Regions from separate parts of the Sus scrofa genome. Here region 1 is linked to region 2. The links are chromatin contacts, called in public HiChIP or PLAC-seq maps. All regions are on one chromosome and are shown on one strand. Each heading gives the region's core, a stretch centred on a gene start, on an enhancer-like site or on the middle of the called end of the contact. The rest is flanking DNA. Distances are from core to core; before and after follow the strand shown. Region 1 holds the start of ARSB (arylsulfatase B). Region 2 holds the start of SCAMP1 (secretory carrier membrane protein 1).

The links. HiChIP or PLAC-seq counts read pairs in DNA pulled down with a chosen protein or histone mark.
Region 1: an H3K27ac HiChIP or PLAC-seq map of alveolar macrophages shows a contact between it and region 2. The contact joins the promoter of ARSB here to the promoter of SCAMP1 in region 2. A contact is called at or near these places in 1 of 5 promoter capture datasets (fetal liver), 2 of 47 Hi-C or Micro-C datasets (fetal skeletal muscle and skeletal muscle) and 2 of 2 datasets of contacts at active chromatin or transcription factors (alveolar macrophages and skeletal muscle).

The regions. Positions count from the first base shown.
Region 1 is chr2:87,777,778-87,781,848 of Sscrofa11.1, forward strand. ARSB (arylsulfatase B) reads right to left here and starts at 1,776. Exons shown (of 8, transcript XM_021084478.1): 1 at 157-1,776. The coding sequence starts at 471. It overlaps LOC110259405 (a long non-coding RNA gene), which reads left to right. Exons shown (of 2, transcript XR_002341753.1): 1 at 1-330; 2 at 1,995-2,571.
Region 2 is chr2:87,208,463-87,212,491 of Sscrofa11.1, forward strand. It overlaps SCAMP1 (secretory carrier membrane protein 1), which reads left to right and starts at 2,377. Exons shown (of 9, transcript NM_214245.1): 1 at 2,377-2,565. The coding sequence starts at 2,509.

The DNA of each region.
Region 1 (4,071 bases), core at 526-3,025, 570 kb after region 2:
GTCGCCGCCTGGGTCTCGGGCCCCACTTCTAGGAAGCTCGCGGGCCGGGCAGGCCCGGATCGGAGCGGAGCGGGGCGGCCGAAGGAGGAGGGCCGCGGCCGGAGGCGGGGGCGGAGCCGGGCGCGGGGCCGGCGGGCCGCCGGGGGCGCTGCGTACCTGGTAGCGGCCGGTGAGCAGCTGGCTCCGCGATGGCGTGCACAGCGGCTGCGTGTAGTAGTTGTCCAGCAGCACTCCGCCGGCCGCCAGCGCGTCCAGGTGCGGCGTGCGGATTTCCGAGCCGTGGAAGCCCACGTCGTTCCAGCCCAGGTCGTCCGCCAGCACGAAGACGAGGTGAGGCGGCCGGCCGGCCCCAATGCTGGAACCGAGAGGAGGCAGCAGCAACAGCAGCAGCCCCAGCGGGAGGACGGTGGGGAGGAGCGGCCGCCGCTGCCCGGGGCCTCGGGGCCAACTCTCAGCGCCTCGCCGGCCCATCTTGCGTCGCCCGCGTTGCCCGCGCCTGTGGCGCCGCCAGCCTCGGGCACCACTTATAGAATCAGGAACTGAGCAGCCGGGGCTGCCCCGCCCCGGCACTGAACCTCACCCCCTGCGGGCCGTGGGCAGTAGAGGCCCAGCGCCGGAGACCCGCCGCCTCTAACCCCGGCCCGGGCCCGTGTGGCGGGGGAGGAGCCAGCGAGTAGAACTCGGGCAGCCTCGCAGCTGTGCTCCAGGGTAACTCCGTTGATGCTTGATAAGGGCCAAGGTCTCATCTTTCCAGCGATGCTCGTTGCCTCTTGGCATCCTAAAAGAGGAGCGAATTTGCTCTTTTTAGTAACTCTTCACAATTTACACAGCATTTTTGACAGCCCTTATCTCTTTAAATCTCACAACTCTGACGGCTCGGAATCATAATTTTGCCCCTCCCCCCCCCTTTTTTCCGGAGTAAACAAGCTTGGAGTTGCTTGGGCGTAACCCAGACCCAGTTCTGACTCCATATCTTGAGCTATAATGTTTTAAGAGTCGTGAAAGCATCGTTTCTAGCAGAATTGTTTCTAGCAAAAGAACCCAGCCTCGTGCATGTAGAACAATGAAGAGGCAGAGATCTGAATGGCGTTTCAGATTCCTTTAAGAATAGCATAGGCCTGCGAAGCCACTTCCTCCCCACTTAGCCAAAAGGGGCCAAGTACACACTCGGACTGCACGGTGCCGTTTTGAAGGTGCAGCTTTATAGTTAGGCTGCCCTTGGAGTGCTGTGTGGCCAGGGAGTAGCTCATTAGCTTGTCCAGATACGAGCCCTTTCAGAGTTGGCTCCCCCACAATGAAGTGGTGAACCAAAGTAGACTCATTTGCCTGAAACAGTCCCTGGATGGAAAGAAACATTCCTTTAGCCACATGCTCATTGAAGCATGGGAAGTTAGCCTCATGACCAGTGTATTCCCATTGCCAGCCAAGACTCTGCCTCCTCCCTCTATCTGGAGACAGACAATAACTGTTACTGGTTGTAGGGGAAGAAATTTTGCGCTCCTTTCAGGTTATCTGCTTCTGATTCCATGGGACTCATTGTACACATTTATAGGTTGTAGATAACTGAGAGCAATGGAAACTAATTCTTGTTTATACACATGCAAATTAATTCTATCCATTGGAATGACACCCTCGCCACTACCTTGGAAAAAAGTTTTGCCTCCACTTACACATTTATTTCATATTCCTGATCTGTTCCTTGGATTGTTCTTGGAACTGGTGTTAACACTCTGTTTCTTCGTTAATGAATTAAATAAAATCTTTGATGTATATTCATTTTATATGTGTATAAGGATCATGATTTTCTCATTTTTTGAAAATTATTCTCTAACATATGGAATGTTTCCTTCTTTACATACATAGAATTTTTTTTCTCTGCATGAAGTAAATTAATTTATGTTACAGCCACTTGTCATCTGTGGTGGAATCGATGAAATTTAGCAGGAGAAAAATTGGCATTAAGTAAAAAGAAATTTGTGTGTGTGTCTTTTTAGGGCCATACTGGTGACATGAAGGTTCCCACGGCAGGGATTGAATTGGAGCTGTAGCTGCTGGCCTACTCCACAGCTATAGCAAGGCGGGATCCATGCCTTATCTGTGACCTACACCACAGCTCACGGCAATACCAGATCCTTACCCACTGAACGAGGCCAGGGATCGAACCTGCGTCTTCAGGAATACTAGTCAGGTTAACCGCTGAGCCACAATGGGAATTCCAAAAAGAGAATGTTGAAGAGCTATTTGACTCTCATTAGGTTAAGGCTTGAAAATTTCCTTTAAAAACCATGTAAAAGATCTTTAAGGACAAAATTTTCCATGGTGGCCCTTGCCTGTCCCTCTTTCCATAACTGTTCCTCCCTACCCTTCAGGATAGAAATCAGATTGCCCAAACCATGGCTGGTAATCTGCAGGAACAATTCCTCCTTTGACCAACTGCTCCAGAAACTACTGAACTTGCACTGCACCTTCCGATGTCCTGAATTTTCAAATAAAAGCTTATGCTAAAAATGCTCTGGAAATGTGCAAATGAGTTAATTAAAAAGAGTTAATTCTATTTTTCATTTATGCATTGAACATCTTTGACGTGCAGTATAGTCTAGTTATTGTAAAATCTCTCCATTAGAGTTGTTGTTTCCTAATGATTAGGCGCAGGTTATGGGTTTATACAGAAATACTGCAAATATAACGTATTCTTGATGCTTCATATTAAGAGTCAGGTGTTGTTGATTTACTTTATTATTTGATAACTTAAGGTGGCCGTTTCCCCACTGTAAAGTTATTATTTCCCCCCTGTAATTAATAATTATTTTATGGGGAGGTACTTTGAGAGTATGCATATATTCTGTTATTCCTAAAACTTTCGCTTATTAGTTTTAACCTTCCCTGAGGCTTATTGCTTCAGTCATTATTAGGATGGTTCCCAAATGGTGATTATAGTGATTTTCTATCATTCTTTAAATAGATTTATTAGTTGTCTTTCTACTACTGTAAGGAAGAACTTTGCCTTCTTCCTCATGTGTTTGTTTATATCACTATGAACTCAAAGATTCTTAATTTAATCAGTATAATAATACATATTAATCATATCAGTGCTCAAATTTCCTCTGATTTGGCCAGTGGGAGCCCCTTCAGTCTAACTCTTGTGTCCTTGTGGCATGTTCTCTTTAATATTTGAGCACTCCCTTACTTTATGGTACAACAAGATATTCTAGATTCATCTTGGATTTTTTCTTCCCCAACCCTGGAATCAGCCACTTCTCCAAGGAACCCCTGACACCTCTTAGAGGAGGGTGGCCTCTAGAAACCAAGATCTGTGCTACAGGCTACTCTTGCTACTGGGCTGTCATTGCTGGTAGGATCTCTCACCAAAGATAGAAACTAGATGTATGTATACACATATACGCATACATTAGGTATTTACATATACACACCCATATTTTATAGGTACATAATTATAGATATAAAACCATGAGTTCCTAGTGAATACCTCCAATTCTGCTTTCCCCCTTTCCATATGCACATGGGTTGTACCAATTTTCATTAGCATTAGCCATTGAAAAGTACTATACTTTTTAATTTTTGCCAATCCGATGAGAGAAATGGAATCTCCGTACAGTTTTTAATTGTTTTTGTATTTCTCTTGTAAGGTTAAACATCTTTTCATATGTTGAAGAGACATTTTTACAACATTTTTGTGAACTGTCTGTGTCATTTCCAATTGGGTTTTTGGTCTTTGCCCCTGAATTTAAGATATATATATATATATATATATATATATATATATAATTTTATTTTAATAGTTACGGGTACACCTGCAGAATATGAAAGTTCCCAGGCTAGGAGTTGAATCGGAGCTGTAGCTGAGGCCTATACCACAGCCACGGCAATACCGAACCCAAGTCATATCTTTGGCCTATGCCAGCAGCTTGCAGCAACACCGGATCCTTAACCCCCTGAGCAACACCAGGGATCGAATCTGCATTCTCACAGAGACTATGTTGTGTTCTTAACCCACTGAGCCACAATGGGAACGCCAAGAGTTCTTTATATACTAGATATGTTACCTCTTTG
Region 2 (4,029 bases), core at 1,127-3,626:
AGTGCAGTCAGCCTATCACCTCTATCAGAATCACCTTGGATCCTTTATTTTAAAAAAATTTTTTTTAATAGTTGATTTACATTATTCTGTCAATTTCTGCCGTGCAGCAAAGTGACCCAGTCATACATCTATACACATTCTCTCATACTATCTTTCATCATGTTCTGTCGCAAGTGATTGGACATAGTTCCCTGTGCTATACAGCAGGACCTCATTGTCTATCCATTCTAAATGTAACAGTTTGCATCTATGAACCCTGAACTCTCAGTGCATCAACTGGGAGTCCTTTAAATCTGCTGATCTTGTAATTGTTGAAAAGAATAAATTAGATGCATAGTTGTTGATTTGGAGGGATTTCCATTAGGCTATGCTTCCCAACCCCTTTCACCTTTATAGTTACAGTACACATAAAAAGTGATAATATTTATGTGGTGTACTAGTGTAAGAAACCTTAAACTATCTCTTTGCCAGTGCACATCTTGCTTATCTGCTACTGAGTGAGAAAAATACGTTGCAGAAAAAGAAAAATGATCCTTGTTTTCTAATAGTAAAAAATAAAAAAATTTGAAAAGGTGAAAACATTAGTATGTATGCTATGAATCCATTTATGCATTTTTGGTAAAGGAATATATTTATATATAAAGGCATTCTAAAATAAAATTAAAAATGCAGATCCAGGGCTCCTACCTTAGATCCTGTAAAGCCAAATCTCAGGGATAGGAGATATGGAGAAGTGGGTGTCTGCATCATTAACAAATATGCTAAGTGACTCTAACAATACCGTCTGTAAATCTTTGGGTTACATGCTAATATCATTAGCTGTAAATGAACCATAGATGGAGATACCCAGGCGGCAATGTAAGCTCAGCTGGTCGTCATTGTCTTGGAACCTAGTAGATGCATAATAAATAGCTGCAGATTATTTGAGTCACTTGGAGGACAAGTGGAGGGCATGAGGGCTGAAGTGGGGCGAGAAACCAATCAGCTGGGCAAGGTCAAGCTCAGGAAGTGGGTAGCACATGTAGTATCAGAATTGGGATTTGCACCAAACACATGTTTTGAGCACTCTGCTATAAACTATACTCCCGGCAGCTGCTGAGGATAGGACAGCAACGACAATAGATTGTTTGCTCTTTTTTCATATCCACAATCTTGCAGCCCTGCCATCATCAGTCTGGTCTGCTGTTACTCATTAGCTGACACTCCTCCTAGTAGGCTGCCTAGGACCAGCTTGTCATATATCCCAACCCGAATCCCGCCAAAGAGAGTTGATAGCAAATGTGGTTTTTGCCTATCACCTCCAACTAGTGTTTTCACAGTGGGGAGAGACTATTTCCCAGGTGACTTCGCAAAGTGCAGGAAAGCCAAGAAGACTAACTCTAGTTCCTTCCAAGTCTTAGGCCCCTACCAAGTGAAAATAATTCTGGCTTTTTGTAGCTTTATCTGCTGTTTTGCTGTTAGTGCAAAAAGATGAGAGGATGCAAAAGCGATGTCTTCTCAAGTTCAGGGGTGGGCCAAATGAATGATACAAATAAATTCCTTACACATATACATTTTTCGGTGTTTTCTGGTGTTGGGTAGCGAACAGGAAAAAATCAGAGGCATATTATTTTGAGCCCGAGGGCTTCAAAGAAAACACAAAGGGCATCCTTTTGTCATTCATTAACATTAACTTGAGGGCCTTGATTTCTGGACCTGTGCTACCCCACAGTCATTTCCGGCGAAGGTGCCATTTTGCAGACTCCGGAGCACGGTAGCAAGAACTGGACCCTGGTACCTAATTTCTCTTTCCCAAACCTCCGCGGAGCTAGTCTGGATCGATAGCGCCAAGACAGGTTTCCGTGATTTAGCAACAACCTAGAGTATGGAAAAACCGGAAGACGGGAGGCTGGGATTCCCAGGTGGGGGTCAGGGGTGTGCCAAGACCGGACCCCAAGGGGCGTTATCTTTGGAGACTGAGGCGGAGATTTTCCAGTTCCTTGCGCCTCTCTGCCCCGGTTAAAAAGCCACACCTTCCCCAGGTGTGGCGTCTACGTCCCGGGCTACCTTCCCAACCTTGGGAAGTAAGGTCAGCGTACGTCTTTCTTGCTCAAAAGTACCACCTTTTTCCTAAGTCGCGCTCGGCACAGGGGCCGATTTTTAATTCATAATACAACCGAGTCCAGCCAGACGCTCGGCTCCTCCAGAGGCGGAATCAATGTTGGGCGCTGAGCACAAACCGCCTCTGCTCTCGGGTCCCTCCGCCCCTAGTTCCTATCCGGTCGTAGCTAAAGCCCGGAACGCTGGATTCCAGCCGGGAAGAACGGGACGGCGAACCAGGAGCTGCGCCGGCGGCCGGGAGCCCGCCGCACCGGGCATGCTCAGTGGCACGGCCGGCTGGGTGGCCTCGCGAGCTGCACCCGGATCTGCTCGGCGACGGCGGCGGCGACGTGAGCGCGCAGGGGGGCGGCGGCCTCGCCTCGTCTCTCTTCTTTGCGCCTGGGTCGGGTGGGTGACGCCGAGCGCGAGATGTCGGATTTTGACAGTAACCCGTTTGCCGACCCGGATCTCAACAACCCCTTCAAGGTGAGCGTCGTCCCCAGCATCTCCCGCCGCCGCGATGCGTGGTTGTTTGTTTAAACCGACAAGTTCTTTGGTGCCCACTGCGCCTGCCACTCGGCCCCCCTCAGCCGCTTGGACAGGGGTTCCGGGCCATCGCACCCCTTTGGGGGGTCGTGCTTTGGCCCCCGCGTCACTCGTTTGGGGTCGGAGTGGAACCTGCTAAGCTCCCTATCCGGCCGGCCCTCCCCACGTCCCCGACTGGAGAGGGTCGTGCCCTGGCCCGGGAGTCGGGATTCCCGTGGCTTAGGCTTCCTGGTTTGCCTTTCGGGAGCAAGGAGGGTGAGAACCCAGAACAGGTGGAGTTGTCATCTGTCAGGCAAGTGTGACTGGCCGGACCGGGGCGGGGGCCAGGACGTGTCGGAGGGGGGCTCACTCTCGGGAGGGGTTGTCATGGGGATCCCAGGCGGCGGCGGCGAAGGGCGGCGTGGAGGAGAGGTGAGGGCATCGAGTACATTGCAGTTTAAAAAAAAAAAGAAAAGAAAAAAAAAAGGGGGTTTTGTTTTTATTTTTTAAACTTGTGTTGCGCCCAGATACCACCAGCGGCGCTGCCATCCCTCCTCCCCACCATTTGCCTGAGGTTGAAGGTCCTGATATCAAAGCATAAGTTAAATATAAATAAAAGCACCTGGAAACAATAGTGCACGTGGACAATCGTCTTCCTACCTAACTGTTCTTAGTGAGGTAAACGACGGGATATTTTCCAAGCTCCTGGTGCGTCAGCTGTTTGCTGCACTGTGTGGAGGATACCATTTCCACGTGAGCTGCTTTCTTTCTGAGTCTACCTTTATCAACCCCAGCTATAGAAGAGCTTGGTATAGAAAGAGGCAGAGGAAAGTGGTTAAGATGTTCATTATCTGTGTTTAAATTAATGCAACATCTAAATAACTATCTTTTTAAAGTACCGCTCCAGGTTTCTTAATGAGTGCAGTTGCATAGCACGTGTAATGTGTTTCCAACTACTGGTTGAGTTTGGTTCACTTCCTCTGGATGTGTACAATAGTAACTTTAATTTGTGGTCCCTTCCAGCTTGATTTTACGTCTTTTTACTCCTGGTTTGATCTCTTAAGAATCTTGGAAGAGGAAAACATCCCTTTTTCTGATTGTTAGCTTGATAATTTCATAGAGGATTATCTTAATTAAATGATTCTGGTTATTACTGGTGACTTGATTCACTCCGAAGAAAAGCAGAATCGACTCTGTCACCTCTTCCTTTGCCTCTAATATCACTTGAGAAAATACCATACAACTGGCCTGAAACTTTGAGGTTTTAAAGATGATATGGTTGTACTTGGAGCAGAATCCCCACCCCACCCAGAAGTTTAGTATTTAGTATTTCGTCATCCCGCGTGGAAAATCGGATTATTCTTAAATCATAGGCGTTTTAAAAGAGACGTAACTTGCCAGATGGTGTTATTTTCGAATGTTTTG